Linked DNA regions of Rattus norvegicus: region 1 is linked to region 2. A link is a contact called in public Hi-C data. All regions are on one chromosome and are shown on one strand. The core of a region is the stretch at or near the end of the contact, and the rest is flanking DNA. Distances in the headings are between cores, read along the strand shown. Region 1 overlaps Ino80 (INO80 complex ATPase subunit). Region 2 holds the start of Chac1 (ChaC glutathione-specific gamma-glutamylcyclotransferase 1).

What was found. Hi-C and Micro-C count contacts between places; a contact is called where the count stands out from the background.
Region 1: a contact with region 2 is called in a Hi-C map of psoas muscle, with 2.6 times the contacts expected there. The contact joins the enhancer-like site here to the promoter of Chac1 in region 2. A contact is called at or near these places in 4 of 12 Hi-C or Micro-C datasets (Schwann cells, kidney, liver and 1 more).

What each region holds. Positions count from the first base shown.
Region 1 is chr3:126,844,557-126,847,256 of GRCr8, reverse strand. The region is part of intron 28 of Ino80 (INO80 complex ATPase subunit); the gene reads left to right. Among named protein-coding and RNA genes, the nearest start is that of Chac1, 50 kb to the right of the region's middle. Within about 2 kb of position 1,281, at least 6 of the 93 cell types and tissues checked have an H3K27ac peak or open chromatin away from gene starts, as enhancers often do.
Region 2 is chr3:126,794,713-126,797,412 of GRCr8, reverse strand. It overlaps Chac1 (ChaC glutathione-specific gamma-glutamylcyclotransferase 1), which reads right to left and starts at 1,282. Exons shown (of 3, transcript NM_001173437.1): 1 at 866-1,282. The coding sequence starts at 1,096.

The sequences.
Region 1 (2,700 bases), core at 32-2,531, 50 kb before region 2:
ATTGAAAAAAAAATCGATAAAAGGCTTGAGACATAGCACAGAATTTAAGCACTTCCTGCTCTTCCAGAGGACCTGGGTTGGGTTCTTGGCACCCAGACAGTGGCCTTCTAAGTCCTGTCCCACTAAATCCAGTCCCAAGGTATCTGAGACCCTTTTCTGGATTCTGCATACACTGGTACACAGACTTACATGTAGGGTAACCACATTCATTTTGTTGCATTTTGTTCTGTAAATAACAGTCCTGGCTGTCCTGGAACTCACTCTGTAGACTAGGCCGACCTCGAACTCATAGAGATCCACCTGCCTCTGCCTCCTGAGTGCTGGGAGTAAAAATGTGTGTCACCATGCCCATTTTAAGGCTAGCCTCATTTTTAAAAATTGAGAAAAGATTTTAAGGGAAATAATCTTGATTTTACAGTGTGAAAAAGAACTACTCTGGACTTTAGTTATATGTCTGGTTAGTATTTATCTTTTTAATACTTGAGAAGAGAATGAAATATCTAGCTATTTGTATTTATTACTTTCTTTTATTTTGTTTATTTATTGTTTTACTTGTTTGTTTGCTTTCTTGAGTCAAGTTCTCATATAACCCAGGCTCTTTGAGTGGCAGATCCTCTTGTTAAAGCAGGATCTCTCACTCTATCCTAAATTACCCCCAGATCTCTAAAATTTTGAAATCTGGTGACTGAGTTTATAGCTTTCTAGCTGACCTGGTTGGGGGAATAGGGAGATTGGGAAGGAGGAAGAGAGAGGTGTGGAGGCCACAGGTCAATGTTAGGTGTCTTCCCAGGAACCAGGAGTTTGCTCTTAGGTACTCAGTTGGCCAGCAAGCCCTGGGACCTACCTGTGTAAGGATACTGGGATTACAGAGGTGTGTCACTGTCCCCTGATCTTCAGGTGGATGGTAGGGACTTCCTTCTCCTCAGGCTACCCAGCCATCTCTTCAGCCATTTTTTTTTCAGTGTTAGTTTTTGTTGTTGTTGTTGTTGTTGTTGTTGTTGTTGTTGTTGTTGTTGTTAGCAGCATCTTGATATGCAGCTCAAGTCCAGTAATTGTCCTGCCTCAGCCTCTCGAGTATTGGAATTACAGGCATGAACCATCATTCTCAGCTAATCTCCTAATGAACTTAGAAGAGTTAATTGAGCAAGCCCAGTAGTGCCAGTAGTTTTGAAAACATTCCTGTTGGGGCTGAAGCCTGTTAAAGCACATACTGTTCTTACAGAGGATCTGGGTTCAGTTTCCAGCACTGACATGTGACCTTAACTGACCTTAACTCCAGTTCCAGGGGTTCCAGTACCCTCCTGTGGCTTCAAAGGGAACTATCACATAAGATAGTTCTCAACCTGTAAGTCTGAATGACATCTTAAAATAGAGAAAAAGACAGGTGGTTTTCAAAACAAAAGGCATGGGGTTGGGGATTTAGCTCAGTGGTAGAGCGCTTACCTAGCAAGCGCAAGGCCCTGGGTTTGGTCCCCAGCTCCGAAGAAAAGGAAAAAAAAAAACAACAACAAAAAACAAAAGGCATGCCTCACCAAATATTTTCATTATTATTAGTGAAAGACATCAAAAGAAAAAAATGTAGTTTCAACTCAAAAGCCCTGTGGCTCAAAGGTCAGCCAGAGTAAACAAGAGTGCCTATAAAAAGCCATTTACATTCCCTTCATACAAGACTTATTTATGAGGGATCCTTCCAGGAAAAAGTCTCACTGAGACTAAAGACTATTTGGCCAGGATGTCCTGGCAGTGCTCAGAACATGTGACCAGTATGTTATCCTAGGAGCCATTCACAAGGTCTTTGCTCTATGATGAGTTGCCCTATGCCTGCCTTCCTTCTGCCCCTTGACCTTTAACAGATGGCTCCCCACTCATCTCCTTCTACCCTAGTTATCTGAGCTGTTAGGGTAGCCCTAACGGGGCTGTGGGGGTGGGGTGGGGGTAATTGTAGGTGAGTTTTGTGTTGTTTGTTTTCTACATATTGACACTGTGCCTTTTCCTTTATTGGAGAAGTCTTTGCTCCCATCCACTCATGTCTCACACTGGTTGAGTATTTTGGTGCAAAGGGGACTTAGAATGAGTGCACATTTAAAGAGAGTGAGAATGAGGCCAAGGCGTGTCCCTGCAACGTTGGTTCATAGATCCATAGACACTCCAGCAGCCAGCAAACAGGGAGTGTGAGTTCTCTCCAGCCCCTAGAGGGCATTCAAACTACACTGTTGCCTTCTAGAATTTTGTTTTGTCTAATCAGAACTTTTAAAACATTGACTTGTATCTCTAACTGTATTAAGTCCAAGTACGGTTGTAGGTAAATAGACAATATAGTCTAGAGTGAAACTAACTTCTTTGATGATTACAACTCAAGATTTGTATAATCCTTATTTTCTGTGGTTAAATTACATTAATTGTACCCAGATTTTCCGTACATAATTGATATCAAAAGAAGCATCTTCACTCGAGCTGTTCATGATGCTTACAATTCTTGCATTTGGAAGCAGCGGCTCCCAAGGCAATCTTGAGACCAGTCTGGGCGCCAGAGTAAGATATAGTCAAGGAAATTTTATCCTACACTTGTATTGCTAAGTTTTTGTGTTAATTTATTTTACTTATATTACTTAAGGGTATGTGTGAATTTTTCTGTGTGTGTGGGGGGGTCCTGTTTACAAATGTTTATTGCATATAGGTCTCACATCTTCAGACCTCCAT
Region 2 (2,700 bases), core at 33-2,532:
AAGACAAATTAGATATTAGCACTTCCAAAAGGACTGTGAATGTACCTTAGTGGCAGGGACACTTGCCTATCAAGTTTTTAGGTTCAATCTCCAGCAACAAACACACACACACACACACACACACACACACACACCACAGAGACAGAGAGACAGAGAGACAGACACAGAGAGAGCGGGGGGGGGGGGGGGGGAGGACTGAGCTTTAATGCTGTTGTGACTTGAGCCTGTGGTCCCAGCACTCCAGAGACTGAGAGGGAGGAGGTTTGTCATAAGTTTGAGGCCACATAGCAAGAAGTAGGTAAGATCGAGGAGGAGGGGGAAAAGGAGAAGGAAGAGAGGAAGAGGGAGAGGAAGAAGAGGAGGAAGAGAAGAGGAAGAGGGAGAGGAAGAAGAGAAAGAGGGAGAGGAAGAAGAGGAGGAAGAGTAATTGTCTCTGTCAACAGCCAAGAGCGCCAGCCCATGTCCCAAGCCTTGGGGAAGGCCTTTCATCTAGTGACGTGGAGTGATGGACAGATATGGAAGAGACAAACAGTGGGTGGCCCAGCTCAAGAATCCACAGGTGCACTCACCAACCTGATTCCTGGGTACACACATTTAAACCACAAACCTGGGGGCTGGGGATTTAGCTCAGTGGTAGAGCGCTTACCTAGGAAGCGCAAGGCCCTGGGTTCGGTCCCCAGCTCCGGGGAAAAAAAAAAAAAAAGGAAAAAAACAAAAACAAAAACAAAACAAAAAAAAAAAAAACCCCACAAACCAGGTTTACACATTTCCCTTAGTTAACCCAGGGTCCCTGACATTCCAGGACTTGGGTGCCCACTCTCCTGCCAACCCCACCCCAGTCCTCTGGGTACAGAAGGATGCTCACCATCTTATCGCTGCCCCTGTGGAAGGTGTCTCCCTGCCAGAACCGTCGGCTATAGCCACGTACGAAGCCCACACGGCTGTCGCTGTAGGCAAAGTCAGGCTTCCACACTAGGGAGCCGTACCCGAAAATCCACAGGGCTTGGGGGTCGCCATCCTCCCAGGAAGGCTGCGCGGATGGTGCAGGGGACAGTGAAGGAGGCGGGGTGCTCTGGGCTGCGGACTCCTGCTTCATGGTGCCGGGCGCAGGGACGGGCCCGGGCGGCCTCCGGGGCTGGTCTCCGGCACGGGCACGGAAGGACCGACGGACGCGTACACCTGGCCTGGCACCGATCGGTCGTTCCAGCTGAGTGGTCCCTCCAGAGGCGCTCTTTAAACCCTCCGGCCAGGAAGGCCCTCTGACTGCCTCCAGCTGTCCCGGTGATTGGGGCGGGGCAAATCTCTTTCTGGCCAATCACCTTTGGATGTTGCTTCTCGGTTAACCGCGCCGCCCTCCGAGTGGGTACCAGAGCAGCCCGCCCCTGGGCCAACGCGCGTGCTGATTGGTTCGGCTCCTCCTCCATGGCAGACCTAGCAGGAGTGATGCAACGGCGGAGAAGGTTTCCCCAGAACTGGCATGCAGCAAGGGTGCGTAAGATTGCGTCAGGCTGCGGGTACTGGAAACCGGCCTGGAACTGGCGCGCGCACCCGCCGTCTCCCCGCAAGGCCCTGTCAATGGTCTGACCGTTGTCTCCGCCGCGGTCCGGCAGTGCACCTGGCAGAATCATTGGCGCCCAAAGCAGTGGCCGGTGCAGGGCACGACCAGAAAGAATGCTTTGGGTGGCATGAATTCTTGCCTTTGGTGCCCCGCCTAAAAGCACGCACTGCAGAGAAGCTGTTTTGAGCACCCTCCGCATTCCACTGTGGTGCCTCACGCTCTTGCCCACGTGAACAGTTGGAGAAACTGAGTCACGGGGTGGTAAAGGTTTTTTGCAAAGGCTGCAGCTGAGTCAGGCTGGGTGGTACAAGCCTGCAGGCCTCACGTGAGGGCTACGCCTGGGCCAAATGTGAGACCCCAGAGTTCAGGCGAGTTAGAAGAAAAGCCAAAACTGCCCTAGGGTAGAGCAGTCATGTTGAGGATGGCTGCCAGCACCGGTGGTGCAAGGCCACAAAGAGAAGAGTGCCACTTTCACTCCAAGGCTATGAGTTTCGTTCTCTCCAGCTTAAGATCTTGCATCAGTGGTCAATTTATGTAGGTACCAAGGTTTGGGAGAATGTTGGTTAAGGAGAGCGTAGAGAGCTAAAGGCAGCGCAGCTACAGCCTTTTCCCATAGCTTTCTTTTTTTTTCTTTTTTTTCTTTTTTTTTTCCCCGGAGCTGGGGACCGAACCCAGGGCCTTGCGCTTCCTAGGCAAGCGCTCTACCACTGAGCTAAATCCTCAACCCCTTTCCCATAGCTTCTTGCCAGGCAGTGGATATGTGTCCTGGCACCGACGTGGGCAGTCCGGCACCAGCTGTCTCCTTGGCAGTTACTCTCTGGCCCGAACCCTGCAAGAGCCACCACTGGCAGGTTTCAGGAGCTGTCTCCCCAACAGCTTACCTTCTCTGCACCTGGTGGAGCCAGTGCCACCCCAAACTGCAGGCTGGAGGGGAGGCAGAGTTTGACTCCCTAAGCAGCAGCAAGAGGCTGCCCCTCTTGGGCATCTCTCAATGGGAAAGGGAAACAGAGCAGAAGGCCTTTCACTTGGATGAAGAACAGGAGTGAGCTCCCTGGTAGTGGAAACTGTCAGTGTGTTTATTTATTTAACCCCAAAATTATAAAAACAGGGCCGATTCATCCCCAAAGTGTCTCCCTCCCTCC